Linked DNA regions of Mus musculus: region 2 is linked to region 1. The links are chromatin contacts, called in public HiChIP or PLAC-seq maps. All regions are on one chromosome and are shown on one strand. Each heading gives the region's core, a stretch centred on a gene start, on an enhancer-like site or on the middle of the called end of the contact. The rest is flanking DNA. Distances are from core to core; before and after follow the strand shown.

Region 1 (2,734 bases), core at 14-2,513:
CAGGAAATCACTAAAGCTGAGGGTGGGGGTCACGAAAGGGGAAAAACTCAACCGAAAAACATTGTGGGAAGGTATCTGTGGCTTAGAAGGCGAAAGGAGGAGCGTACAAAAACCAAATCAAAAGACTTAAACAAACAACCAGCCTGGGTGTTGAAAGGGTGAACTGTTAAGAAGCAAAAGACGCAAAATTTCTACAAAATGGTATTCTGAGGATATCTCACATGTATGACAGCAAATGTGATTAAATGCGCAGACCTGCAAAAGACTGGACCTAACAATACTTCCTTGTCCTCACCCCTCCCTGAGGATTTGTGGGCAGTGAACAGTTGGTAAGTGGTTGAGAGATATTTTCTAGTGTCCTGTTGCCACTAATTATATGCCCGGGCTCCTGTAATTAATCCCTCGGTAAATAACCCTAACGAAGTTCCTTGGCTTACCAAACGATAGACTTTTGTCTATCCTAGAGCAGCTAGGAAAGAAGGGAGTTATCGTGGGAGAGGGACAGGAAAGAAACAATGGAGGATATGTTCAAAATACATATGCATGTGTGAAAATGCCATAATGAAACTCATTAGGATGTATAATTAATATATACTGATACAAAAACTTAAAGAAAGCCAACGATAAAGCGCCATTCATTAAATCTTTAGAAAAACGATGTCAAAAGCCATCTGATTGAAATACATCACGGTAACCCATCAGTTGATATTGATTGGGAATGGCACACAGAGTTGCAGGGTGGGGAAAGAGTTTCGGATCTGACCTATTTCTGGTACATCCACCAGGCGCAAGGGGGAAACGGGAAAACTCTGGGAGGCGAGCGGGAGCCCCGCTGCTGTCCCGCAGGAACCTCCGCCACGGAGACTGGATTATCTGATGCTCCTTCAGGCCATCTCCCGCAGTCTGCTGGCTGCAGACACAGAGGCCGCTGCAAGGCAAAGGCCTGGTAGCAAAATCAGTGTTTGCTCTGCTCCTCCCTTCCGGGGCACCCGAGGACGCCAGGTCCGTGCAGCCGCCCAACTCCGCCCTAGGCCGAGCCGACCAGGCCCGCCCGGCGCCCCCTCGGAGCGCAGACTCCCGCCTACTCAACCCTCCGCGCAGCCTCGCGACCATTGCTCACCATCTCCATGGCTCTCCTGCATCTCCAGCACCCGTGATTTCGTAAGGGCCACCGGGGCTTCCAAAAGCTGGAAAACACGCTCACATTTTCCAACACAAAGGTCGCGTACGGGATGTGGACTCGCGATATTGTCAAGGCTCTGTGAACTTGATTGGCGGGTTCTCAGCCAATACTTTTCCAGCAAAGTGACTGCCATCACTCCCGCCCCGCCCTCCTGATCTTGATTGACATCAGATAGCACCAACCCACGGCCGAATGAGGTCCGAAAGGCAAGTTCTAGGATGAACCTGTTTTTGAGGCGGGCTTCGACGGATTTAGTTTCCAGGGCGACCTGTGGCTTTTCCTTCTTCGTTATGCCTTGCGACTCATCACTTGTACTTGTGTAATCATATGGTCCACAAGTCAGGGAACATAACGACAATTAATTTTATATTTCCTAGACCATGTTTGGACTCGGATCTCCTTCCTGGGTTTTGAGATAGGAAGCATTCCCAAGTCAGCAGTGTCCAGTACAAATGAGAGGTTCAGTTTAAACTATTCTAGTGTTCATTTTAAGAAATTTAAAGAGCGGTGTGTGCTAGAGCACGCTTCATATCCGAGTGCTGAACAGGCATTAACATGTTCAGGGGCCAGTGAGGATGTACCCTTCCCTCATAATCAGCTTGAAAGGAGACCCTTCTTTCCCTGGTAGCACTAATTTTTTTAGAAAAGGAAGCATCAAACGGATGTTACAAATGGCTTGGGATATCAGGATTGTACCTAATATGATGCTAGTAGAAAAGGGAAAAATTCTTGTGTTATGCTTGCTTAAAGATTTTATTTCATATAATACAGTTTCTAATGTGACAGTTATCAAGGGCCCTTCAAGATTAATGACACTTGCTAATATATTAGTGGAGAATTTAGTAATTGATGATCCAATTATGGACTATGGCTAGAAGGATGGTTTAGAAGATAGAAAGGGTTGATGTCTTTGGTCCTAAATTCTCTTGTAATTATAATGGAAATATTAACTGCAGTAGGATGCTGCTTGCTTGCTTGTTTTCTTCCTTCCTTTCTTTTGTCAGTGACCTTTTAAATTTTTTTTAAGATTTGTTCTTATTTTGTTTATTCTTTATTCTTCTATCATATATTTTACATCCCCATGGTAGTCCTCCCCCCAACTTCCCTTCTCCCCCATATCCAACTAGCCTCCTCCCCTCAGGGAAGAGCAGACCTCCCAGGGACCAAACACTGCATACAAGCTACAATAAGACTTCACTCACATCAAGGCTGTATGAGGCAATCCAGTAGGATGGAAAGGGTCCCACAGGTAGACAACAGTATCAGTGACAACTCCTGTTCTCACTGTTAGGAATTCCACAAGAGACCAAGCTACTCAACAATAACTGATATGCAGAAGACCTAGGTCAGATCCCTACATGCTCTCTGATCTCTGAGAGCCTCGACGAGCTCCAGTCAGTTGATTCTGTGGGCCATGTTCCTGTGGTATCCCTGATCCCTCTGGTTCCTCCGATCCTTCTTCCTCTTCCTCCACCTCCTCCCACAGCTCAGCCTAATGTTAGTCTGTGGGACTCTGCATCCATCAGCTGCTGGATGAAGTCTCCGGATGAC
Region 2 (2,749 bases), core at 200-2,699, 130 kb before region 1:
ACAAACCCTGACTGATAGAGGGTGGCATAAAATAAACCAGAACCAGGAAATCAAAACCAGTAACTAGTGAGCTGCAATTCATAGAAAACCATAGAGCCCTGAAGGGGCAGAGGAACATAGGGAAAGAAATGGCATGATCTATTCCCACCCTGCCCCCTCATGCTGGAGCTGGGCACTCTGCTCCCTCCCAGGAGAAAACTACCAAGAAAGCTCCTGAAGAGCAGCCTTTTAAAGACATTGCCCTAATTCTGGGCTAATGTTTGTTGTTTTCTCAGAAACAGCAAGCCTGGGTCCTTTTTTCACTAGTATGTAGATTTCTTGTTCATGACCAGGGACAAATGTACTTGCGGATTTGTTTTCTTTCTTTCTTTCTTTCTTTCTTTCTTTCTTTCTTTCTTTCTTTCTTTCTTTCTTTCTTTCTGTCTGTCTGTCTGTCTGTCTGTCTGTCTGTCTGTCTTCTCTCTCTCTCTTTCTATCTCTCTCTCTCTCTCCACCTCCTCCTCCCCCTCCATCTCCTCCTTCCTCCTCCCCTCCCTTCCCCTCCCTCCCTCCCTCCCCTCTCTCCCTTCCTCCCCTCCCTCCCTCCCTCTCTCCCTCCCTACTTCCTTCCTTCCTTCCTTCCTTCCTTCCTTCCTTCCTCCCTTCCTTCCTTCCTTCCTCTCTCTCTCTCTCTCTAATACATTATCTAACCACAGACTGAAAGTGTCCTTCAGAACACATAGAGTAAAGCTTACTATTATCTAGTTCTCAGCCATTCTGGGAACAGTGCCAATGTTTTATATGGGTAAATTGCATTTAAACTACCTGACAATTCTGAAGGACCTAGACATAGAGGAAAACATCCCAAGGAGGTTAGAGACTCAGCTAGAGCTGCTAAGGGAGGCCAGGGCTGAGGTCAGACTTCCACTGTGTCTTACTTAGCCCTTAACCCTTCAATGCCCTTAAGCCATCCTCTTAGAACAATGAATTTGGAGTAAGATGGGTAAAAAAGCCAGAATGGGTAATCTCACTTGACTCTTGGGTTCCTTTCAGATTCCATTAGAAAGTGAGTTTTGTCTCTGAAGAAGGAAAATTAGACTGGCTGTTCACCTTCCATTGGACACTAGATAGAAAGAACCAAGAGACTAAAAATCAAAGTCCTGGGTTTAGATACAAGTGAAGGAAAACTTGTCTATCAGGTGCCCATAAATGAAGCACATAGATAAATTAAGATTCAGTTTCTTCTATACTTATACACATCACATATGCATTTTGAACCACATATGTAAGTCTATATAAGGTGAATAAGTGTAATTATCACTGAGCAGGGAGCCGGGAGCAAATATAAGAAAACAATTGTACTCTATCATAGGATTGATTTCTGTCAGTGCAACCTTCACAGAGGATCACCTACAGGCTGGAATAGCTAAGGACACTCTCATTTGTAAGAACTAACATGGGGATGGATTGATGACTCAGTCGGGAAAGCCCTTGCCACTCAAGCACTCACATAACAAACTGGGCATAGAGGCAAGCAGTGCAAGTTGTGGTCAAACCTGGGCAGGAGCCTGAGAGCCTGGTGGCAGGGACACAAGATTTCCAGTGTTCACAGAACATTTTCCTCAAGGCGCCAAGCATTTCTCAAGACAACCCTGGCAGTTTATTATTTGGGTACAGAATGATTGGCACCTTGTGAGCAGAAAATTGGAAATAGGGCTCTAGACAGCCAATGACCCTCAGGCCACTGCAACATGTTCAGTAGTGTGACTAAGCTGTTGCTTAGTGACCAGCAGTGGAACTATAATTCCACACACCTCGTGGTAGCTGAGCTGACTCATGGCTGAGCTCTGTGACTTTGTATACACAGATGCCTTGTATATACATGATGACAAGCAAGTTATTCAGAGTCTCTGATATCCACTCCCTCAGACCCCAGTCCCCTGACATTAGTTTCAACTCCACATTTGATGTGGTTTGAGGGTTTTATTCTTTCCTGGTCTGCCTTGCTTCATTAGTTGTAGTATTTTACTTCTTATAAGTAGGATGTAAGTAGGAACTCTTTCTATGAGCTAGCCATCTTTTATAAAGACATTTTCATGTTGAAGAACTAAAGAGTCCCTATTTCCAAGGCTTAGCCATAAGTTGAGCTAGCTCTACATTCTGACCCATGCTTTACCTTGCCCAGTGGTATAGAGAGAGATATATGCTTACTTACCTTTTATCAAAGAAAATATGTTGGGCAGGGAAGACATTCAGAGTGAATGTTTATTATTGACATGTACACGGCTGTGTTAAGGACCCCAATGTCTCAGACCCATGGAGATGGTGACGCCTTCCATTCCAAGTATGAATTTTAGAAGTGATTGACTTTTGGCTAAAACTAGTGTAGGCAGAAATGAACAACCACAGCTTCTTCCTCCAGGATGACAGCAAGTTGAAACTGCTTTCCTACAGAGGCCTCCTTCCAAGGTTAGCCAACTCATCTCCTCTTCCTTCAGCTGTATACAATAAACCCATGTCCTCTTCAGCAGTATTAATAAGTGTGCAGAATTTTTGGGCTGATGGTCATCAGAGCATACAGGGCACTGGAACCCAGCCTTTCTGTACATGTTGGTATTCAATTACATGGCAACAGCCAGATAGACATGGCCCACTATAAAAGGGACTGCTTGTCCCTTCCTCTCTCTGTGTATTACTCCTGCTTTTCTCCCTTGCCTCTTGCCCCCTTGCTGCCCTTCTCTCCCCATTCCTTTACTCCCTCTCTCTACGT

What was found. HiChIP or PLAC-seq counts read pairs in DNA pulled down with a chosen protein or histone mark.
Region 2: a contact with region 1 is called in a CTCF HiChIP or PLAC-seq map of the NIH/3T3 cell line, with 13 read pairs. The contact joins the enhancer-like site here to the promoter of Zfp386 in region 1. A contact is called at or near these places in 17 of 39 promoter capture datasets (the C10 cell line, the HPC-7 cell line, HPC-7-derived erythroid cells and 12 more), 1 of 15 datasets of contacts at CTCF or cohesin (the NIH/3T3 cell line), 5 of 484 Hi-C or Micro-C datasets (B cells, bone marrow-derived dendritic cells, group 2 innate lymphoid cells and 2 more), 8 of 115 datasets of contacts at active chromatin or transcription factors (Th17 cells, astrocytes, effector CD8 T cells and 3 more) and 3 of 9 other capture datasets (adipose tissue, liver and pancreatic islet).

Annotation. Positions count from the first base shown.
Region 1 is chr12:116,046,253-116,048,986 of GRCm38.p6, reverse strand. Zfp386 (zinc finger protein 386 (Kruppel-like)) reads right to left here and starts at 1,263. Exons shown (of 3, transcript NM_019565.4): 1 at 1,121-1,263. The coding sequence starts at 1,129.
Region 2 is chr12:116,180,606-116,183,354 of GRCm38.p6, reverse strand. No RefSeq gene overlaps it. Among named protein-coding and RNA genes, the nearest start is that of Gm23732, 8.7 kb to the right of the region's middle. Within about 2 kb of position 1,449, at least 63 of the 459 cell types and tissues checked have an H3K27ac peak or open chromatin away from gene starts, as enhancers often do. A contact at or near this core is called in the NIH/3T3 cell line and astrocytes, where this site is marked.